Linked DNA regions of Macaca mulatta: region 1 is linked to region 2. Evidence: chromatin contacts called from public Hi-C data. All regions are on one chromosome and are shown on one strand. The core of a region is the stretch at or near the end of the contact, and the rest is flanking DNA. Distances in the headings are between cores, read along the strand shown.

The links. Hi-C and Micro-C count contacts between places; a contact is called where the count stands out from the background.
Region 1: a contact with region 2 is called in a Hi-C map of blood, with 4 times the contacts expected there. The contact joins the promoter of IKZF3 here to the enhancer-like site in region 2. A contact is called at or near these places in 4 of 14 Hi-C or Micro-C datasets (CD4 T cells, blood, cortical neurons and 1 more).

The regions. Positions count from the first base shown.
Region 1 is chr16:64,209,572-64,216,220 of T2T-MMU8v2.0, reverse strand. It overlaps IKZF3 (IKAROS family zinc finger 3), which reads left to right and starts at 1,542. Exons shown (of 9, transcript XR_013406651.1): 1 at 1,542-1,807.
Region 2 is chr16:64,107,350-64,113,524 of T2T-MMU8v2.0, reverse strand. IKZF3 (IKAROS family zinc finger 3) reads left to right here. Exons shown (of 9, transcript XR_013406651.1): 9 at 1-1,217. Among named protein-coding and RNA genes, the nearest start is that of GRB7, 18 kb to the right of the region's middle. Within about 2 kb of position 4,199, at least 23 of the 40 cell types and tissues checked have an H3K27ac peak or open chromatin away from gene starts, as enhancers often do. A contact at or near this core is called in blood, where this site is marked.

The DNA of each region.
Region 1 (6,649 bases), core at 293-2,792, 110 kb before region 2:
TCCCTTCAACCTTCGCTTGCAGGGTTCAAGCGATTCTCCTGCCTCAGCCTCCTGAGTAGCTGGGATTACAGGCGTGCGCCACCACAGCCAGCTAATTTTTGTGTTTTTAGTAGAGACAGTATTTCGCTATGTTGGCCAGGCTGGTCTCGAACTCCTGACCTCGTGATCCACCTGCCTTGGCCTCCCAAAGTGCTGGGATTATAGGTGTGAGCCACTGCGCCTGGCCCACAGCTTTTTAATAACCAAATAAGTTTTCATCCTCATACCATCCTTGTGAAATTTTACAGTTCCTCTTCTGCTACTTTTGATGTGCTATTTTTGCTTCTAGAAACTAACAAACAACAAATTTCCCCTTTCAGTACTAAAATTAGACCTAGTGTTTAGAGTATTTCTCCAAAATTGATATCCTGCAGAACTCCCAACTCATGCAGTTATAGAGATGCTACTGTGGTGCTTAAAGCCAGTGTAGTTTTTCACCCACTTAAATATATTTATATATACAGACATCACATAGACTGCCTATACCAACGACGTACTCTTGTTAAAACTACAATTCATAAAATTACAGCATTTATACTTTAACTTGTAAGTGTGGGTTTCTTCTGATATGGTCAGCTGATGCACAAACCCTCAACCTTAAGTTTCAAATATATTTGTATACACTCATATAATTTTCTAATAGCGGAGACGGTGGCCTTTTGAGACTCATTCGTATATTGTCCAACACTCTGGGCATCTTTAGAAGGGCTCACCTGAACAATGTCACTTAAACCTCAATGTGAAGAAAAGTTCTGCTTTGAAAAACAGTTTTGTGGTCACTTCCCCTTTCCTCTCTCTGCAGTCCAATGTGTGCTTTACCTCTGGACAGTAGGGAGGATGTTGGGAGAAGATGTTGACTGATACATATCTGTATACTAACATCTTTAAGTTAATTTTACTATCTTACTGCCCCCACCTTCAACCCTTAGCTCTACTTTCTTTGATTAATTTTCTGGTACATCCTGTACGTATTTTTGTAAGGTGTCTATTTGGAAGAAGGCAGGCTGGGAGAAAATCAACACACTCTATAAAACACTCACTCTATTTATATAGAGTGGGTAGTATTGTGTGAGTGGTGGCAAATAAACCAAGCAGTTCCCAGAGGGAAAATAAAAGTGAGATAATTGCTTCCAAAAATTAAAAAGTTGAATTGATAAAAGTGCCAAAATCCAACTGTCTTTCTGAAAACTTGGATAAAAAACTTTTACCATGTGAAATGAAAAAGTGAGGAAGGAAAAAAAAAATACTTTGAAAGAAGGGAGTTCTCATTGATACTTTCCACGGCTGTTATCACAGAATCTAGACAAAAAGTTCCAGATCTCCCTCAATTTAAAATAAACGTCTTTGAACTTGAGCTTGCCAAGAAAGCGAGGCTGACCCCCCACCCTCCGTGTGATATTACTTTTCTCATCCATTATCCTTCTAAAATAGACATTTTGAGACAATTTAGTGATGCGCCATTTCCATCCTGTCGGGGTTCCTTGGGTTTGACATTCAAAAGGGGGCTGGAGGTGCGGAACCCGCCGCACTCCACGGCCAGCGTCCTTTAAAGCAGCCGCCAGCCAGCGCCGCTGTAACCCCGCGCACCGGCAGGTCGCCGGCTCCTGCCCCTTTCAGTCTGCGCCGACGCGGCGGCCGGATCCCGGGGACTCCCCGTGCCGGGAATCTCCCGCCAGCTGCGCGCTGAGTCCAGGCGACGGCAGGAGCACGTGGAGAGGCCGGGTAGCCACAGCGGCAGCTCCAGCCGGGCCGGGCAGCGACATGGAAGGTGAGCCTCCAGCGCGCTTCTTTTCTCCGGGGTCTTTGAGAAGCTTGGCCTGTGCAAGCAGCAGAAAGAGTTTCTTATGAATCTCGGTTTTGCTTCTATTTATTTCTTTTGTCAAAAGTAAATATGAGGTATTTCAGAGGACAAAGCGCGTCGGTTCTCGTACGTCTCTCACTTGTCCTTCCCCCGCCCTTTGGAAAGTGATAACTTCTTTGCAATTTTATTTCTAAAGGGTTGTCAGACATGGGGGGTCTACCCTACATCTGCAGAGGAAGAGCACTTAAGGGGTGTCCCTGAAACGGCTGCAAATCTGGGGGTGGAATAACCAACACTTTTGGATATTTTTTCCTTCGTGGCCTCAGTGTTCATTGGAATTACGCTAATCTGAGTAACTTGTTTTCTTACAAGGGTAAATGGTGTCATCTGGGAAAGGTACATTTTAAAGCGGTTGGCACTTGCAGTTCCCTTGGGATTCGATCTTCTAAGAGTCTTCTTTACCCAACGCAAAAATCAGGTTTACTTTAGGAGTTTCATGTTAATTAATTTTGAAAGTCGTAACGCTATCCTCGCTTCTCAAACATTTTTCATTCTATACTTCCTTGGGATACCTAAAATTTCACACTGCTACTGTAAACTCTTCAGTGGTCTTTTCAACAAGTGTTTCTAAAACCTTGAAAATGGCAAATGCATCTCAACTGGGGGGATGGTGGGATTATGAAATTCAGAATTTCATTCTATTAAAAATGAGATATTGACACCTAACTAAAATGTTACTTTGATAAATATGAAGATTGTGAATATTTTCTTCATAATAATGGGAGGATCTCTAATTAACAATGAACTGATCTTTGGCAGCTTTATTTCTAGAGTATATTAAGTTATTAAAATATCAAAAATTTATGCTTTTAATTTTTTAAATTAGGGATTGAAAACTTAAAAAATTTTGCATTTTTAACATTTAAATAATGGTCTATTGAAGTGTAATTTTTAACAAAGGTTTTATTGGCCAATAGCAAGGAAAAAAAGTCGGGCTGTTGTATACTATGGGAAAAATAATTTTTAAAAAGCTCTTATGCTTTAATTATTACAAATGATTAATTTGTTTTTATGAAATTATAAATCAGTACTCCGACACTATTTTTCCTAGCCTTAACCATACCACATATCAAGGATAATGTACAGAATCATGTAAATCCATAGAAACTGGAGTATTTCTCTATAAATGTTAATACTTCCAAATTCATTTATTTAATGTAAAATTAAGAAACTAATCTTATTATATAGAATAAAGAAACATATCTTAGGTTATTGGTGTACTAACACAGATATTTAATAAGCCTGGATGAAGACTCGCTTAAGAAGAAAAGAATGAAAACTTGTGTAGAATTTAATTTACAATGTGTAGACTATAAATGGAAAGAGAATATAGATCAATAATTTTTAAAAGTTGTGTTTACATGATTAGATTAAATTTATAGGTCCATGGAGAGAGTGTAGATTATGCTTAATGCAAAAACTTTAACATTTAAATTTTAAAAAGAGGTTAATTATGTGAATTTGGCTATATTAATGTCAGGTCCTTGAGGATAGAGTGTTTGATGTGGTAAAATACCTAGTTCATTATGGCTACCCAAAATTGACTAATCTGTCCCATGTTTTTGATATTTAAAATATTTTTATATCATCTTGTGGTTTTGATTTAAGTCTAGAATAGAGATTTGGTCTGTAGTGTATACCTCTCTTGGCAATGTAAGAAAGTAGAATACTTCATGGAATGCTTTTATTTTCTGCCCAATTTGGGGGTCACATTGATTCATAACAGTTTATTTTACAATGCAATACTGAATATAATTCATTCAACATATAAAGTCATTTAGCAAATTCATTTATCTTTTAATTAATGTATTGAGACTTTCTGTGTATGAAGATGTCAGATGAATAAACTTTTGAAATAGAAATCTTGTAGAAATGAAGATTTAATGCATATACTAAATCAGAAGCTATAGCTTTTTAATTTTCTCACAATCTGTGACCTTAAATATTTTCTACCCAAAGACTCTTTATGAATCACTAAATTTTATTATTTGTACTATAACATCTCTTCTGTCTGTTATGGTCAGGAAATGAGGCGGTTCACAAACATGAATTTCACAGGTAATGGCAGACTTCTTATTTAATGTAAAACATTTTTATTTTTAACAATATTGAGTAAAAATTTTTCTAAGTATATTTATTACACAGCCCCCTGCTTTATAAGCAAGGTACACAAGAGATAAGTTTATCTCTGCAACTCTGAGTTACTGTTCTGACCATCAGATCATGTATTATTCCATAATATATTCTCACAGGGGTTTTGAGTGATGTAAAGCTGAATGCCCCTACACCAAATATACCCAGGATATTGTACAATTTTTGTCTCCTTCTTGATGTTAGCTTATATTTCTTACCACATAGATTGTTTGGTAGTAGTTTTTTGTTTCAGGTCCCTTTCCATGTTCTGGATGGCTGAGATTAACGGACATAAAGCCTGTAGTTGATGGAATCTGTTTGTCCTCAGTTGTGAGCCTATGGAGGACGACATACAAAGGTTTTAAGAAACAAAAGCCAGAGAAAGGCCATGGCGTCCTGGTAGAACATATTTTTTCAAAATTCCTGTTTGTGCTTCCTATAATCCAGTATGCTATTTCACGCTTCCATGTCTTTACTATTATGTTCACCCATTCTCTACTTGGTTATGCCTGCTCATCTTTCAGGACTCTGTTCAGGCATCATCGCCATGAAGGCTCTACGATGACCTTCTTCTGATGACCTCCTCCTAGTGCCTTCTGGTGATCACCCCTACCCACTCTCTCATGTTCCTTCACCTTGGCCAAGGGCCTCTCCTTTCTGTGTATACTTCTACCACATTGTGTTGAAATTATTTATTGATTTAGGTGTTTATTGCGCCTCTGGTCTTTAAGCTTCTGGAGAGCAGAGACTGTGTCTTGTTTTTGTACACTGAGTGCCAAGGACAGTTTCCGGTTCATAGAAGGCCCTCAGAATTTGTTGCATTCAATTAAAATAGTGCTGAAAAAGTACTTTTTATTATGTTTATTGTGATGCATTTTATTTAAATAAATTTTTAAAGTAGGAGATTGGGGCTAGTAATTATTTGATAAAACTCAGTAATTTTTTAACACTTAAGCTGTATAATTGAAAAAGAAAGCTTGGAAAACAAAAATGTTATTGGATATTTTTTGCTACACTGTCACTTAAAGCCAATTTTAACAAAATTAGATTTAGGGGGTACATGTGCAGGTTTCTTACATAAGTATATTATGTGATGCTGAGGTTTGGGCTTCTATTGATCCTGTCACCCAAATAACAACCATAGTATCCTATAGGTAGTTTTTCAGCCCTTGCCCTCCTCCCACCCTTCCCCATTTTAGGGTTCCCAGTGTCTAATTTGGGGGTCACATTAACTCATAACAGTCTATGTGTACCCAGTATTTAGCTCCCACTCGTAAGTGAGGACATGCGGTATTTGGTTTTCTGTTTCTGTGTTAATTCACTAATAATAATGGCCTCCAGCTGCATCCATGTTGTTGCAAAGGATATGATTTCATTCTTTTTTGTGTAAAGTCAAATTTTAACTGTTAAATTTACATAAGCAGATTTCAGGATCACAATTAGTCTTTTAAAATATCCATTGAATATGAGTAGAAATTTGTTTTCTCAGTTAGTAAGATATAGATGATGCCATAAAATTAGCATACATTTTCAAATGATACTTTTAAAATATATTGTTATAAACTTTTCATTCATATAAATGTATGTACTTACAGTTTTTTAGGACTAAAAGATTGTTGGTAGATCTTTTATCAGACATCCAGTTTTTTTGTTTTTTATTTTTTTTTTTAGAGACAGGCCTCGCTCTGTTGCCCAGGCTACCACAAACTCCTAGGCTCAGACGATCCTCCTGCCTCAGCCTTCTGAGTAGCTAGGACTACAGGCATGCACCACCATAACCTGCTGATTTATTGTACAAACCACCATGACCTGCTAATTTAGTATCTTTTATTTTTTGTAGAAATGGGGGTCTCGTTATGTTGCTCAGGTTGGTCTTGAACTCCTAGCCACAAGTGATCCTTCCGCCTCAACCTTCCCAAGTGCTGGGATTACAGGAGTGAGCCACTGCACCTGGCCTAGATAGATGTCTGACGATAACTGGCTCATATGTCAAGCTATAGTTCCAGAACATGTATGAGAAGAACTGAGTGATTAACACAGAAACTTGCCTGTAGTAGGTGCTCAATAAATGTTTTTTGTCCTAAGGATTCATTAATTAATTTGAAAAGAGACCCTACACATCACAAGGCCATAGAATGTACTCTGCTATTTAGCCTTTATTAAATTTAGCTCCATATTAACTGGTACATTTATGATAATTAGAAATCATAAGGATGAGGCCAGGAGTGGTGGCTCACGCCTGTAATCCTAGCACTTTGGGAGGCTGAGGCGGGCAGATTGCTTGAGCCTGGGACTTCAAGACCATCCTGGGTAATGTGATAAAACCCTGACTCTACAAAAACTACAAAAATTAGCCAGGAGTGGTAGCACATGCCTATAGTAACAGCTACTTGGGAGGCTGAGGTAGGAAGATGGCTTGAGCCTGGGAGGTTGAGGCTACCGTGAGCCATGAGCGTGCCCCTGCACTCCAGCCTGGGCAACAGAGCAAGACCCTGTTTCAAAAAAAAAAAAAAAATCATAAGGATGACACCAAGGCCTTTTGGATCACTAAAAAAAGATTCAATAATGAAACAATACTTATAATTTATTTATAACATATGTAGATTGAAAAGTAAT
Region 2 (6,175 bases), core at 2,950-5,449:
TGTTGGATGGTTGTACATTTTCAGTGGAAAATGTACTGTGTCATAAATGTAAAGACATGAAAAATATCCCAAGACCATACTAGATCATAATAGTAATTCCTTTACAAATGAATTATGGAGGTAACTGATCTCTAACACAGTTTCCTTCATGTTGTTTTAATGCACAAGGGCAGAGGATCTACTGACCCTTGGAACCAACCTAAGCTAACTACGTGCTGTAGACACTTCATGGTGTCGCACCCAGGAAAGTCAAAGCGCTTTGCTCCCTCACTGTCTATGAGTCCTCAACCATTAGTACCCCACCCCCTGCCACTTCATGAGTTTCTTCAAATGCTTCTCACTGTTCATCTCTCCATGGACCCTACTCCAGAAAGCCTGGAGACGAGACCCAAGATTCCACCCAGCTTCCCCAAGCCCTTGCCACACATCTGTGAGTCTATCTCACGCTCTGTAAGTGCTGCTTTGCTTCTTCCTCCCTTGAAAAGACTGAGAACACACATTTTAACATGTTAGGAAAATGGCGCAGCCTTAAAAATGACTGATCCCACCACCAGTGACTCATGTACACTCCAGGCTAGCAGACAAGGCCCTTTTCGGTGGGCCTGCTTCTGTGGGTTCACAGAAACCAAATTACTGTGGGTTGCAAAGAATTAGCAGGTCATTTACAAAGCAGACATCCCTTCACCCAGACTGTGGTTTTGCATGCTCAGGTTCTCAGTCTATGAGCTTTGGTGCAGGATCATTTTGGCTTCTGGAAAAAACATAGCTTATTTTAAATTTCTGGTTGCCAAAGCCACCACACATGTGGTCTGTGGATGACCATTGTCTGCAGAATGACGAGGAAGGAACAGAATGTGGTTTGGGGCTCAGGGTGGCCTTCCCACTGGGAGGGAAGGCGGGAGGGAACCCTTGCCCTGGGTTTTGACACAGCCTGTGCTCACAGCCTCTCCTCTCATCTGCATTTCTCAGAAATGCCCTCCCTGCCCAGTGGTGACTTTCCCTCGTCACTCCTATGGAGTTCTACCCAGAGCCCAGCCATGTGTGGCACTGTGAAGTCTACTCCTCTGTAAAGACGGTTTAAAGAAAGTCAGCTTCTGAAATGTAGCAATGCTAGCCCTTGCCAGAATCCTGTAAGAAGTAGCCCTGCTGATAGTTTTCTAGGTTTATCATGTTTGATTTTTACACTGAAAAATAAAAAAATCCTGGTATGTTTGAAATTAGTCCTTGTGCATCCTTATCATTTGTAGCTGCTAGTGTCAGGATGTAGAAGGGTTTCATCCCACCCCAAGGAATACTTTCTTAATTTCGCCCCTATATTTCTTAAAGTCCAGTTATCAAGAAAAATGAATTATCACTGAAATCAAGGTTCTCACCTGACGCCTTGCTGAGCCTACCACTGTGATCCTGCTGCTGGCCCCTGTACCCACATGATAGGGTTCCTGGTTCCACTGGTCCTTAGTTCACTAAGGAAACTGGAAGAGGTTGGGGACCTGGACTTAGCACGATCAGCACATTCAGCACAGTGCACCCCTATTCCAAGTCACTGCTCTGCCTTCCTCCCTCAACAGAGGTTCTTCTTAAAATATAGTCAAGTTCTGACTTTTTCATGTGTCGGGGCTCATTGACATCCACATTGGGAAACTGGAGTTGCAGTCCTTAAACTCCACCATATTTAACTAGTTTTTAGATACTTGGAGACCCAAACCGAAGGTGTTAGGGGGAAAAGTCCTAAGAGAATGGCATAGGGATGGGGCTGCTTTCTGCCCATCGTGATTGTGTTCTCTCTTAGAAAACATTAGAGAAGGTAGAGAGAGAGTCTGGCCTTTGCTCAGCCTCATCTAAAGCACCCTCCATTTTCCCTCTTCTGTGGAAGAGGCATGAAGAAGATGGTCTGAAGTTTTAAGACTAACAAATGTGGGGCCAGGCTGGCACCAGCGTCCTCTGGCTCCAAGTTCAGCACCATCTCCCTCCCATCAGTACCCCAAAATGTCCGAACTGGTTGAGGGTCTCCTACTGGAGTCTTGCTCAAGCTGAGGAGGAGAAAGGAATGGCATGGCACCCTGCCTTTGCATTTTAGCACTGAATACATTCAAAAACGGCCCCTCAGTAGCTGGTTTTCAGCCCTGGAGAGAAGATTATATGGCCTTCTCCATCCTCAATCCCTTCCCAAAGCAGAAGCAGCTCAGGCAGAAGAGAGGGAGACAGGGAGACCCTGACCCCCTTTGCCAGCAAACAGTGACTGGAGACTCAAGCCGGCGTTGGGGTTGAATGGACTCCCGGGCTGAGAAGAGTTTTCCTTCCTGATTCTTGGTAGGTAATTCGATGCCCTAGAGGGTGGTGGACCTGGCAGTGGAGGCCACCCCACACCTGCACCCTCCTCCCCCTCCTCCATCACTCAAAACCCAGGAACATTCACTTAGGCTGCTGTGCCCAAGCCTCCACCTGCAGGCAACTGCCACCCGAGGGCAGGCAGGGGGAAAGGACCTAGCTCCTTGCCCTCATATCCTGTCCCTCAGAATCCAGGGTCTGAGGAAGAGTGGAGGTGACAGCTCCAGGAAGACCAGAAACACTGGCCCAAGGGATGGTGGAGGGGTGCATTCGGCCCAGGCCACAGTTTGGGCTGTGGAGCATTCCCGGATCAGACGGTTGTTTGCATAAAAGCCAAAAGCCACTGCACCTGGGGTGGGGAGGCCCTCTGGGGAGGTGCTCCCTGGCTTGGGGGAGAGGGGGGAAGGAAGGTGTCATGGAAAGTCCCTGAAGGACACGGGGTGTTGAATTTGCTGTGGTTTTGTTTTTAACTCTGTCTTGACCTGTGAAGTAGGCAGCTGCCTCCCTTCCCCCCAAATAACAGACCTTCCCCCAGAATAACACACACATACCCAAGGAAAGGGCTGCAGTGGAAAGGCCTGCGGGTGATGGCAGCTGCCCCCCTTCCCCAGGAGTGAGGGGGCAGGAAGCCCCAGAACAGCTTTTCCCATCACCTTGCCTCTCCACCCCAGTCCCCTGGCCCCCTGGCCCAGAAGAGCTGCCTAGGCAAATAAACCACAGCACTGGGGGTGGTGGTGGATGGGAACTAGGGGGGCGATGCCACCTCCTCCCCCAGGCTTGTCCTTCCACCGCCCAATCCCCATCCCACCCCCACTGGAATTGCATTCTCAGTGTCTCCCTGAGAATGTCTCACTCACAGACCTCAGCTGCCCCGCTAGACTCCTGGGGAGCTGTGTGTCTCTTTGCGTGTGAGTGTCTGTCTCCATCTGCGCCTGTCTCTCTCTCTGCATGTCTGTCTGTGTTTGTGTCTGTCTGCCTGTGTGTCTGTGTGTGCGTGCACATGTCTCGTGTGTGTGTGTGTGTGTGTGTGTTTGTGTGTGTTGGGGAAAAGCAGGCAGAGTCAGTGAATCCAGCAAAGCTCTGAAGTCCCAAGCAAAAGACAGTCGCAGACTCCCGCGAGTATTTGGAGTCTGGTTCCAATCCCAGCGCTCTCCCTCTCGGCATGAGCCCAGACACTTGACTTTCCCTTCTGGGCGTTGATTTTCCCCAGAGTCAGGGATCTCTGAAGGGCCTTCCAGCTGGTACTCCTAAGACTGGCCTCAACCTCACTGAACCAGCCGGGCTCTAGGTCTTCCCTCTCCCTCCTCTCCTCACTGGGCGCTGGAGCTAGAGTAACAGTGGCCCGGCCCGTGATTCTCTCTCTCGAGGCCATTTTCCTAACTGCTCTATCAAATTCCAATCCTGGGCCCCAGGGGTAGGGGACAGGGTCCCCTCACCTGTGGAATTGTAGGAGGCTCGGAATATGCGCGCTGAGGCTGGGTCTGAACCCTTGGTCCCTGCCCTTTCTCAGGTTCTCCTCTTAATTCTGCGTGGACCCAGACCCCAGATTCCCGGCTGGGGTGCCTGGGAGAGGAAAGCGAGGCTGGCGGAGAGGGGGCAGGGGTGCGGCGCGCGGTGGGAGTGAGGGGGGTGTGAGGGGAGGGGCAGCTGCACTTCTGAGAAACAGCTCGGCGTCTCAGCAGCCCGCAGCCTAACCCCCTGCCTGCGGCTTCACAGCTCCCTCCTACCGCCGCCCACGCCGCTCGGGGCCTCTCCGGGGGTCGGCAGCCCCGGCGGAGGCGGTGGCTGCTGGGGAAGAGCGGCAGCTCGGGGGACAGCAAAGTGGAACCCATGGGGGGTGGGAGTGGACATGGAAGAAAGTGTGGGTCGCGTGACACCCCGGGAGTAAAAGGCCTCCCCTCATCGGGGTCCCGAGCGCCGGATCTCGGCATGCCCGCGTGTCCCCCCGCCGCCCCCACGCTGTCCCATCGCAGCCCGAGGGGGATCCAGAAGTGAAACTGCCCGGGTCACAGCCCAGCGCCGCTACTGCACCCCGCCCCGCCCTTCCGGGCACTGCCGTGGCGCAGGATCTCCCGGCGCTCGGGCGCCTGCGGGGAGGAAATGGGGGAGGGGCAGGGGAAGTGCCCCGCGGGCATCTGCAGCGCGCGGCTGCTCTCCTCGGGGGTGCCCGCGCGTAACCGGGGTGGGAACCTGGAGAGACCCAAGCCCGGGAGGCCAGGCTGCGGCGCCCGCACTTCCCGCGACGGCCGCTGGGTGTCACTGCAGCCGCGCGGCTGACCCGGCTCGGCGCCTGCGGGAGTGGGAGACGCTGGGACGCCGGGACTAGGCCGCCGCGCCGCACGCCAGTCTCGCCTGCCCGCGCCTGGAGGCCCCGCGACGCTGGGATGCGGCGCCCACACCTCCCTCCACCCGCCTGGCCAAGGGAGCACCCCCCGCGCCGCCCACCTACTCGCAGCGAGGCCCGGACTAAGCAGAGTTCCGCAGCGACCGGCTCGTTGCTGCGGCGCCACGCAAGCCACGAGACCTATGGCGCGTTCCCCCCGACCTCGCGGGGCCCAGTTCAAAGAGCCGCGAGCCCGACGCGCGCCCCCTGGCGAAGCCAGCGGCCTTGCCTCCGCAGAGACACGAGGGGCCGCCACGACCGCGGGTAGCTTGGTGAGGCCTGGCGCCTGTCGGCCCCGGCACGCGCGTGCGACCCGGGTGGTGGCGGAAGGGCGGGCAGCGGGGCAGATCGCCTCCGGCACAGGCCCAGAGCGGCTGAGAGACTGGTCCCCCATGCATCCTCCCCTACCCCAGCCTGCCCTGACAATCCAGCCTTACCCAGTCACCCACTGGCCCCAACACTAAGCTCCTTCAGTAGACGTGTGGGGCAGGGTGCCTTAGCCTGGGAGGAAGGAACCCAAAGATGGGGAATCTGTGTCGGGACTGACAGGTGGAAGAGAGCCAGGGTCGGCCAAGGCCGGGCAAAGAGATTCCCTGGATGGATGGGTGCGGTGACTCAGGCCTGTAATCCCAGCGCTTTGGGAGGCCAAGGCGGGGGGATCACTTGAGGTCAGGAGTTTGAGATCAGCCTGGCCAACATGGCAAAACACCGTCTATTAAAAATACAACAATTAGCTGGGCGTGGTGGCGCACGCCTGTAATCCCAAGCTACTCGGGAGGCTGAGGGAGGAGAATCGCTTGAACCCAGGGGGCAGAGGTTGCAGTGAGCTGAGATCAGCCAGTGCACTCCAGCCTGGGCGACAGAGTAAGACTTCAAAAAAAAAAAAAGAGAGAGAGAGATCCCTGGAATCTTTTGGGAGATTGGGGCAGTGCCAGTAGGAATGCCCTGGAGGACAGGACTCAGGGCACGGGAGTTGGGCAGGGGAATGCGGATGACAGTGCCTGTTGGTCACAGCTGCGTGAGGGTGCGGGTGGCTTACAGCTTCCCCTCCAACTCCAAGGTCAGAGGGCCCAGTTCCACTACCCAGACCTTAAGGAGATCCACGTGGTTGTCCTGAGGGGGTGGTTTCTGCCTTCCATTCTCCCTCAGTCTGCCCCAAACCACCCTAAGATAAACCTAATCCAAGTAAGAACAAAGTTCTTACGACAGAAACACAGCTCCAGTCCGGGCGCGGTGGCTCCCACCTGTAATCCAGCACTTTGGGAGGCTGAGGTGGGCAGATCACCTGAGGTTGGGAGTTCCAGAGACGAGCTTGACCAACATGGATAAACCCCGGCTCTACTAAAAATACAAAATTAGCTGGACGTGGTGGTTCATGTCTGTAATCCCAGCTACTCAGGAGGCTGAGGCAGGAGAACTGCTTGAACCCAGGAGGCAGAGGTTGCAGTAAACCAAGATCACACC